Linked DNA regions of Gossypium hirsutum: region 2 is linked to region 1. Evidence: chromatin contacts called from public Hi-C data. All regions are on one chromosome and are shown on one strand. Each heading gives the region's core, a stretch centred on a gene start, on an enhancer-like site or on the middle of the called end of the contact. The rest is flanking DNA. Distances are from core to core; before and after follow the strand shown. Region 1 has its middle 15 kb from the start of LOC107922580. Region 2 holds the start of LOC107894978 (zinc finger CCHC domain-containing protein 7).

Region 1 (5,552 bases), core at 2,272-4,771:
ACCAAATCAGTAGTTATATGATCGTTTTGAGTCTAGGATTTTGGCATGTATATAAATGCATTTTGGTGTAACTTATTATGTGAATGTGTTTATTACTCAGGAAGTTTGACTTAACCTTTACCTATAATATGTTGATTTGATGCGCTGCTTCACATTTGGTATTGGACATATAGGTATTATATGCTATAAAATGTGATGATCTAAAATCAAATTATATGTTTGGTATGTGGATTGACATAGATTGAGTAGAAATTGAAATGGTAGCTTGGTTAATGAATGAAATGAATTGAATAGGTATTTAGAAATTAGTGCTTTGAAATGTGCTTGTGATATGGGACTTAACCTTGATTGCTAATATTTATGCTTAAGGTCTATAAGCCTTTGATATCTATAATGTACATAAGTGTTTGTAATGAAAGTGAAATGGCATGTTTCAATGTGGTATGGCATAGGTAAAGATTAGTAATTGAATGGCTTGGTTGGTAGATGGTTCATGACATTGAAATGTTTAAATCTAATTGATGAATAGGTATTGAATATTTGATATGAAGTTGAATTTGTATATTTGAACTTATTTGGCATGTTTTGGTAGGTTTTGAGTCAAATGGAAATGGCATTTAGGTGTACATATTGAATAGTTGTAGTTAGAAGTTATGAAATAAGTACCAAAATGTGCATTTTGCCAAAAATAGGGGCAACGTCGCCATTACAGTGAGTGACATCGTGACAAACATATGTATGTAGTCACCATGTGATATACTGTGATGGCCACGTCATGGCAAGAACATGACGAAGTCGTAACGTTGATCAATACATTTTAAAATCCTTACATTTTGGCCTTAATTCGAAAGTGAACAGATATAAGAGCATTCTTAAGCCTATGTAAGTCCTATTATTAGTTATATATTGCATTATATTCCTATCTTGCTTGCATCTATGTGTATAATATCATAAATTGAATTTTTATTTGATAATTGATACTTTGGTATCTAAAGTAGCATCCTATAGATCGAACCCAACAATCGGATCAGGCATTGGGTGTTACAAACACCCTTTTGAATATTATTGAGTTTGATTACTTTTTAAAAGCTGCAAGGAGAAAATCTTAACTTCTTTTTTTTGCCTCCTAAAGTTGTTTATTTTTTATTGCAAGTGTATAATGGTAAGGTTTAAATTTCCTTGACCAACTTTTCTTGTTTAAGTATTTTTTATTTCAACCTCTAATAATGGTATGCACACATAGTATGGAAGAGGAGAATAATAGGCGGGACATAGATGTCATATTTGTAAAAAAAATCAACCTTCTATTGTTTCCAATGTCGTTCCACCTTCTATTGTTCATGGACTTGTCAAGAAAGACATTGGCACAAAACACATAGCTAATTTTGCGAGCTTAAACAACTTATAGCAAAGTAAAGAGAACGAGCTAACAACTGCATATGGTGTAATACGAAGGATCACAAAGACTCTAAATGTCTAACAAATTCAATGTTCTATATATTTGATTCAATGATAGGATTCATACGATCCTTGCAAGTCAAGGTATGTAAGTATGACACAAAGCCTATTGAGTCTTCTTCTACTGCTATCATAAACGATGATGATATAAATGAATAGGAAACTTCGACTGAAACCATTTGTGAAGACGGTAAATATGATTTTGTGTCTATTGTTGATACTATATCTAGCATTGAACCTTGTTTCAAAGATGATGTCAAAGAAGTTGATAGTAATAGTGGGAATTGTGATGATAGTGATAGTGCACTTTGCGAACCAAAAAAAGTTAATTGTGCAAATTGTTTCCTAAAGTCTAGAAATTTTGATGAGTTAGACCTTTATTGTCCTCCTAAAGATTCCTATTTTGATGAATTCAATGTTTAAAACTTTTTTCAAGGTTTAAAGGGAAGTGAGAATGATTCATGTAAAAAGACTGAGACTAAAAAGACCTTGAGCGATAAAAGTCAATTTGATGGTCCAACTTTGCTAAGTGAAAATTCCTACGATGTAAAATTAGAGAATTCAATTCACATTGAAAAAAAAGGATGCAAAGAAAGAGAGAACTTATCCAAAATATAGGAATCATTATGTTTTCACTAACCTCAACTTGAATTTATCTATTGGACTTGTTTCATTCTTTTAGGAGTTTGTTGGTCTTTTGAAAGGAGCTCAATTAATTTGTTCCACCTATGATAAAGATTCTCTCTTATTCAACCAAAAAAAAGATAAGTTAACGAATCTTTACGATGAAGGGGGAATTATACATGCATGGATTGGGTGAAATTTATTAAATTCCATTCACTGAAGGTGCCAATTTTCAAGCTCAGAAAATGAATTGACAAGAGATGACTTTTTGGATGGGATCTAAGAATTTTTGGGTTGAGATGTCTTCATAGCGCTCAAATATCTATCTCTTAGCTTCAAAATGCACTTTGAATAACTTGATTTTGAGTTCGAGAGCTCAAATTATGCTCATTTTAGTGAAGATTGTGGGAGCAAAATTTCTAGACGGGATTATTACAGAAATTACAAGTTTTAGGCTTTTAATTCGAGTTTAAATCATATTGGGTTCAATTTCTATGCTTGATTTTTATTATATATAAGTCCAATATTGTATTTATTAGGTTTTATTATTTTATTATTTATTTATTTCAAATTTTTCATTTTTTAAAAGTATTTTAAGTTATTTAGGAGTTTTATGTTTCTTAGTCAACAAGAAAATTTAGTTTAAAACTACTTCTTGTTTAGATTAATTAGAGTTTCAGTATATCTAAGTGTTTTATTTGAATGTTCTTAGCTAGCTTATATAAAGAACTCTTCATTGTTCATTAGATACACAATTGTTTTTGTTTATTAATAAAATTTTCAATTCTAAGAGTTAGTTCCTTTGTGCAAGATTGCTTTCTTGTGATTTTTAGAAGCAGTGTTCTTCTTGATTTTCTTTAAGGAGTCATGAGAATTCATTCTTCATCTTCAATTTGCTAAAGATTATTTTTTGGAGGGTTGATTAAAGTCATTAATTGAGTTTGTTGAGGTTTATATCTTAAAGGGTTCAATTGAACATTTATTCGTCTATCCATCAGTTTATTCGATCCATTTTTCACTTTGTATTCTATTGTTTATTTATTATTTTAAATAATTATTCTTTATTTGTAAATTTCTTATTTTAGTTATTTTCTTTGTTTTACTTGTTTTCCTAAATCTATTTAGTTTTTTCTTTTCAAGTGATATACGAATTTTTATTTCTCAATTTGAATAACTTGGATACAATCTTTTTCTGTTGCCCCTTATTAAAGTATTAAAATCAAAGCAAAGACCTAATTCTGGATAACTCTCCCTAGGGTAATAGTAATTGGAGTACTTTACCAAAAATATCTCGTTGTAAAGACATTAAACTATAAGAAAATCTGATCATAAATTGAAACATTTTATACACACAATGAATCGGTAAGAGGTCTAGCCAACATAAGCTGTAAGAGGTATAGCCCCAAGAAAAATAATAGTTACTATGCCAACTGTCCAAAAATGAAGCTGCGGCAGAAAGAGTCAATGGACTCCAATAAAGGCGTGGAACATCCATAAGAGGAGATCCAAGCCACCTCATCCTAGGAAAATGACAAAAATAGTCAAACCTAGGTCATTATTTTGCAAAAAGGGAGAGGGAGACGAGAGACAATAACAAGGGTATCGGAAATAGATGAGTGGTAATCAACCGTTCAAGTTACAGTTAGGTTTTATGTTTCCAAGAGGCTAGATAGTTTTTCGAAAGCAATTTTGCCATATTTTTGCTTTCAACTTATCTTTTAGCATATTTTTATATTTTTTTAACAATATTGGACACTTGATAGAATTTTTAAATTTATAAATAAGGTTGGACGATAGCAAGTGTATTATAGAGTATAATAAATATTAAAATAAATAAATAAAAGGAATGAGACATAAGGCAAGATAATTTTTTAAGTATATTTGTGGAATTAAAAAGCTTCATAGATAATGTATCAAATAATTTTTTATATCACAGTCTTCAAAAAAATTAATATAATTTTTAACCCTAAACTTAACAATTAAGTTTACTTTGATTTTGTCAAAAAAAAAGTTTACTTTGGTTTTGTCAAAAAAAAATTACTTTGGTATTTGTACTTTTGTTTATTCACTTTGATAATTAAACTTAACAACTAGATCTATTTTTATCTCTAAACTTGAAAAATACAAAAGTTTGTTGATGTAATATTATGAGATTGCGTCAAATCATCACTTGCATGTTTAAAAAAATTATATAAATTTTCATATGATAACGTAATATAATTTCAAATTGTCGTATTCAATATTTTAATAATTGAACCGATGATTGAACTAGTCAGACCACTGATTCTTAATTTAATCAATTCGAACACCAACCAACAAAAATAATTAATTAATTAAGGATTCATAAAAATCTAAATAATAATAAAAATAAAATTATTAAACCAGTTCAACTATCAATTTTTATCTTAATTTTCCATTTTTATCAATTTCTAACAATTTTCAAGTCAATTTGTTGAACTCCTTTGTTTGGACAATTACATCGATGAATTCTCAATCCATCCAATCCTACTCTAATAACACTAATCACATCATCAGAAATCTTGACAAAATTCAAATTCATAAGTCAAAATAAATTTAGTTGTGAATTTGAAAGACCAAAGTAGACAAAAAAAATACAAATACCAAAATGGACCTAATTGTTAAATGTTAAGGTAAAAAATTATATTATCCCTTTCCAAAATTACAAATATTACCAAGATTAGTTTCGTCGTAGAAATTTTAAACAATAAAGTCAAGCATAGAAACGGAGACGAAGTTATAGGTAAAAGGTTTGCATACGAATACGATAGGCATCCACTTAAGTTTCCATCAAATATTCAAGTTGAATTAGCTAGTCATCAACAGATTAATTTGATGCAACAAAATATGTTGTTGCAAATAATAAATATCCACAGAAATGCTAAAGGTCCAAATCTGAACAAACACAAAATAAATAAATAAAATAAAATAACTAGATGAAATACAATCATGCTCAAGCCCTTCAAGTTGAAACCTAAAGAGGCTTCACTGTCGAAAATTTTATTATCCACATACGGTTGCCAACAAACCACACATGAAATTAGAAGGGAAAAAAAATATAGAATAATATATACTAAGGAAACAAAAATAGACGGTGAACTGGATTTACGAAAATTCCAATTCTACCCACACTAGACTGGAGAATAAGGACAAATTCCCGGACTCACTAATACAACCGGGCTCACCTCTCCGACCCAAAATTTTCAACATCAATCAATCTTCTATAGAAAGACCAACATAAAAGAAGCGAAGCAAAGCAAAATTTAATGAAAAAAATTAAAAAGACGAAAAAAGTACTGACCAGACCTCATTTCCAAGCCTTCTCATCCTCCTTTCCAGGAACAAACCTTGGCAGATTCAAAAGTGTATCGACACGAGATACTCCTTCAAGGGCAGACCATTCTAACCCTAATTCTGAATTCACTTCTTCCTGCTTAAACTTCGAGGAATCT
Region 2 (5,552 bases), core at 1,208-3,707, 460 kb after region 1:
ACGTGATAATTAAGTTTATATAAAATAAAAATATTAAGTTTAAATTAAAAAATAAAAAAATAAAAATTTAAATATTAAAAAATCTTTGACTTTATTGACCATTGACGACTGTTAAACATGTTGACAGAATTTTTTAAATATTTTTCATAAATATAAATTTTCTAAAAATAATGTTTTTTTTTATTTTTTAATTATTGAAAATTTTTAAATATATATTTTAAAAATTTTCAATTTTTATTGATAAACAATTCCAATTTCTCTTTTCTTAAAAAAAAAAGTTAAACTTTGTCTATTTTTAGAGTTTTTGAAAAAAAAATTAAATTTATGAAATTTTTTCTAGAATATACATTTTTGAAAATTTAAGTTTTATTTTGCAAATTTCTAAAATTTAAATTACTTTATTTTATTTTTATATACTATTTTGACTTTTTAAAATTTATATATTTTATAATTTTATAAAAAATATTTTTAAACTTTTTAAATTATTTATATATTATATATGATTTCTTTTACATTTTTAATCCATATAATATATATAATATTAAAAATAAAAAGAAGGCTGATGTGGCGTGTTCTAATAATGCCACCTAACAGTTTGAATTTTTTTATAATGTTGTGGGCCAATTTGAGTAATAGAACAATAAAAAAAATTTAGATACTAAAGTAAGAAAATATGCACTGTTTGGGGCTGAATTCAGCATTAAACCTTTATTTAGGTAAGGAAAAAGTAAAGGGAGTTGAGTATTTTTGCTTCCCTTGAATTACTTAATTTTTATTTACCCCAATTTGAAGGAAAAGTTAGAGAATGGAAATTAAGATTTCTGAAATACCATTTTTATTTTATTACTTTTTACATAAATTATTTTACCCAAATGATTATATTAACACTTTAGGGTGAAAATTTTTATTTTAATAGATAAAATTTTGTTGGCAAGATGATATTATTCATTTAATTTTTTTTAGATCTATTACTAGAAACGATAAACACCCAACAAAAGTCACAATTTAGGTCCAAAGTTATTTATTTAATATGTAAATTAAAATTCAATTGTAATTTAAACTACAATAAAAAGCGTTGGGTTGGTGTTAAAAATTAATTTTAAAATAATTTAATAATTATAAAATTATATTAATAAAATAAAACGAATGGTACTGGAAACAAACATTATTCTTTAGAACGTGTTTGAAAAACCACTCATTAATTGGATTTGAATACAATCACTTGTAATTACATATATTTAGTATGTTTAAGTAACCCATAAAATTGAAATATTAAATAATTTATTAAAATAATAAATTATATTAATAATTATTATATGATTAAATATAAATAATTAAATATATTTTTTAATAATATTAAAAATATAATATTTTAATAATTTTTAAAAATAAAATAAAAATTTATTTTATATATGTAATATTAAAAAACAAAAAGGGCACGTGACACATTCTAATAGAGTCATGTAGACTGTCAACGATAGTTAACAGATGGTCAATGTCAATTAACAGTAGTCAACGCAAGTTAATGGTTTATCAAAGTCAAAAGTTTTTTTAATATTTAAATATTTAAATACTTAATAATATAATTTTTTAATTTTTTAATTTAAATTTAGTGTTTTTATTTTAAATAAACTAATTGTCATGTGACACATTTTGCTTGACACCAAATGGTAACTAATTTTTTTAATGCTATTAGAAAAATTGAACTAGATAATGGAATGATAGTTTAAGTATAGATCTGAAGCAAAAAATTTAGGTACTAAAATGAGAAAGTAAGACGTCGTTAAGCCTAAAATTAAATCTAAAGCAATTAATGACATTAGTTCGGGAAAAAAATTAAATATAAAGGGCAAGTGACACATTCTAATAGAGCCATGTAGACTTTCAACAACAATCAACGACTGGTCAATGTCGATTAACAGTGGTCAATGCAAGTAATGGTTTATCGAAGTCAAAGATTTTGTTAATATTTAATAATATAATTTTTAAATTTAAATTTAGAGTGTGTTTTGATGAGCAGTGTGTTTACTTGCAGTTAATGTAAAAATAACAGTAGCAGTGAGATTAGATACTGTAACGACATTGTAGCGTGAGACAAAAAGTAAGTTAAACGCACCACATCACATCACACCGAATCACTCATCCAAACCTACCTTTAATGCTTTTATTTTAAATAAATTAATTGTAACTAATACATTCTGGTTGGATGTGCGACTTGCACATTTTGATGGACATCACATTGTACTTGGTTTTATTAATGCTGTTAAAAAGAATTCAACCAAATAATGAAATAATAGTTTAAGTAAGTAGCAATCTGAAACAAAAAATTTAAATATTAAAGTGGGAAAGCAAACTGAGTCGTTAAGCCTAAATTTAAATATAAAGCAATTAATGACACCAGTTTGGGAGAAAATTTAAATATAAAGCCCATAAATGCTGGATTTTTTGGGGCTAACTGGCCCAACTGTCTTTTTCAAATTTCAACCGCTAAATCCAATGACAGTAAAGGTCAAACAAAATAAAAACCCTAGCTTTCGTGGCACCGTTTAGGATATTTCCCTGCAGTTGCAGAAAACTGCAAACCCTAATTATCAAGAAAATTGCATTCCCTACAAAAGATCTTCATGGCGAAGAAGGGCAAGGCCAAATCAGCAAAATTTGAGATCGAAGAGAACGAATCGGGACCATTAGATTCGAAACCATTGATGGTACTAAGCATTAGTGACGACGAGGAAGCCAATGAAGACCTAAGCTTGAAGATCGTGGAGAAAGCACTATTGGTGAAAGCGACGAGGTTTAGTGAAGGATGCCACGGCGTTTCCGATGACCCAGGCGTCGTTTCTGTGGTGGGTTTGGCTTCGTCGTCACGCGGGGGATCTGATGTAGCTGGTACCAGTGGTGGCCGTGAACAGGCAGATTTGGATTTGGAAAGTAAGAAAATTGTTAGAAGGAAAAAGAAGAAAACGAAAACTGAGAAGGTTAAAATTCTGTTTTTGTTGTTTCTTCAGAAATGATTGTTTTGATCCAATGTGCTGCTCGGAGAAAAAAATAATGTAGTTGAAATTTATTTAAAAGTAATTTTTTTACTACAGAGAGTTGATGAGATGATACAAGTAAAGAATCATAAATTTGTGGAACTTTTAATATGATTTGAAGTGTTGTAAATATAGATAGGCTTTGGGATTTACGATTACTGTTTCAAATGAGGGATCCTCTATGCTTGTTTGCTATGATAATTTGAATTCCAGCTCGTTCCGCTTAGTTATTTGGTCAAACTATTTATTGAAGAATTGTTGGATAAGTCTTGTTGAATAAATATTTTCTGTTTGTTGGGTTAATAAGTTCTTGGTTTTTGTTCTGTCTCCTTCTCCAAGCTCGTTATGGGAGGTCTTCTTTACCGAGAAAACTTGACCTTTTCTCTTTTCCTGCAAACTTCTATCAGGAACCGGCCTCTTTTTTGATTTTTCCCTGTCTTTATTATTATTATTATTTATAGAATGCCTGCTATAGATTACAGTTCTTTGGTAATGCACTGATGCCCGAATTTGTGGTGGTTATTCACATTTTAGGGTGTGCAAGAATAAGGCAATCAAGGGGCGCCCTAGTTAGTGCTATAGTATGCACTTTCAATGTTTATTTCAGTATCTCATAGATAGTGGAGATATCAAGTAATTTGATGAAATGAAAGAAGTGTAAAGAGGGTGACCTTACCTTCAGGGAGACTATCTTGCCTTTGGGTACTGATATTAATCTTATCACTGGGTAATTTATGGGCATAAAAAAGAGTTTCTGCTAGGAAAATGAAGGAAAGGAATCGTACTTTTGTTGTACTTCATAATTCCAATAATGCAACTCTGGTATGTTGGACTTGGCTTCAAAAAATAGTTAGAATTGGACTTTTAACTGTCAAGATTGCTTTTATTTCTGTTATGGTTTTCGTCACAGCTGGTTATGTATTGGTTTTTTTTTCTCATTGAGTGTGTTGTTGAATAAATGTTGTACTGGATTCAATCTTGCAGCATGTTATATGGCTAACTTTTTATCTAATTTTGCAATCTCTTTTGTTATTGCACCAGGTCACAGTTGCAGAGGATGGAAATAAAGCTGAGATGATAGAGAAGGTTGAGACAGTTGAGGAGATTATTATGGCTAACGATGTAGAGACTGTTGAATCTCTTGACTCAAATACTGTAGACAAATCTGACAATATTGTACTCCGGAAGCTTCTTGTGAGTTTAAATATGTTCTTTGAACTGTGGTTTAGAAGAAAATTTCCCTTTGGTGGATTGGTTTTCAGCATCTCTTTGTTATTTATTCTATCAGCGGGGGGCGAGATACTTTGATCCTCCAGATAGTGGTTGGGGAACATGCTATAATTGTGGTGAAGAAGGGCACATGGCAGTGAACTGTAAATCTGCTTCAAAGCGGAAGAAACCATGCTTCCTTTGTGGGAGTTTGGATCATGGGGCTAGACAGTGCTCAAAGGTATGAACGGGAAGACTGATGTTTAAATTATTACAATATCTTTTAACTTCTAGCTTTCTGTTGAAGTTAATATCTTTTCTGAATTGTGCTGTGCCCTTTTTGGGTTGGAAGTGGGTGGGCCGTTTATGTTAATTTTTTTTATCTATTCATAGGTAGGAAATGAGTATTTTTGAAGTTACTACAATTTTCATTCCTGGAAATGGTGGACATGCTTATGTGTTGCCTTTATAAAATAAGATGCTTAACACACTGGTGATATTACAATGATAAACTTTAGTGGTTAAGCAGGTACCTCCTTGTTTTCTAGTAGGCTTTAGCTCTTTGAAGGGTCTGTAGATCCAATTGTGGATGCATCATTTACCTATCACTTCTTTATGCCTTTCCTCTAATTGTTTCATTTTCAAATAGAAATTATAAAGTGGTCCTACCAGTGATTGTTAAAGCATGTTTTGAAAATTTTAATTGGGGCATTAGTATTGGTGTGCTTGTAATTTTAATTTCTTTGTAGACGCAAGATTGCTTCATATGCAAAAAAAGTGGTCACCGTGCAAAGGATTGTCCAGACAAACACAACAGTGGCTCAAAGCATGGTAGATTTTGTTTAAGATGTGGAGGTTCTGGGCATGACATGTTTTCATGCAGGAATGACTATTCTCGTGATGATATCAAGGTTTCTGCATGTTTCCTACTAGTGTTGTTAATTATTGTCTTTTCCATTGATGTCAATTGTGGTTTTCTGTTAGGATTCCTGTTCTCTAATCATATTACTTATGTTTTTCTAACTCCTGAATCAGGAAATACAATGCTATGTCTGCAAGAGTTTTGGCCATTTGTGTTGTGTTAATTCTGTTGATACCAATGCAAGAGAAGTTTCTTGTTACAGATGTGGCCAAGTGGGTCATACTGGTTTGGTGAGTTTTTACTTGTCATGTGCATATTCTATTAGAACGAATTGCAAAAAGGTTGCTTTTCTGTCCCTGAACTTATTTTCAGGCTGTGATTCTCAACGTGTCCACTTGTCAATTGATCCATTCCTTTTATTTTTAAAAATGTTTTTTCTAGTCATA

Evidence for each region. Hi-C and Micro-C count contacts between places; a contact is called where the count stands out from the background.
Region 2: a contact with region 1 is called in a Hi-C map of leaf, with 2.7 times the contacts expected there. The contact joins the promoter of LOC107894978 here to the enhancer-like site in region 1. A contact is called at or near these places in 2 of 34 Hi-C or Micro-C datasets (both in leaf).

What each region holds. Positions count from the first base shown.
Region 1 is chrA13:49,132,225-49,137,776 of Gossypium_hirsutum_v2.1, forward strand. It overlaps the pseudogene LOC107922434. Among protein-coding and RNA genes, the nearest start is that of LOC107922580, 15 kb to the right of the region's middle. Within about 2 kb of position 3,522, at least 2 of the 9 cell types and tissues checked have an H3K27ac peak or open chromatin away from gene starts, as enhancers often do. A contact at or near this core is called in leaf, where this site is marked.
Region 2 is chrA13:49,596,210-49,601,761 of Gossypium_hirsutum_v2.1, forward strand. LOC107894978 (zinc finger CCHC domain-containing protein 7) reads left to right here and starts at 2,458. Exons shown (of 7, transcript XM_016820133.2): 1 at 2,458-2,978; 2 at 4,077-4,229; 3 at 4,324-4,485; 4 at 4,994-5,155; 5 at 5,280-5,396. The coding sequence starts at 2,625.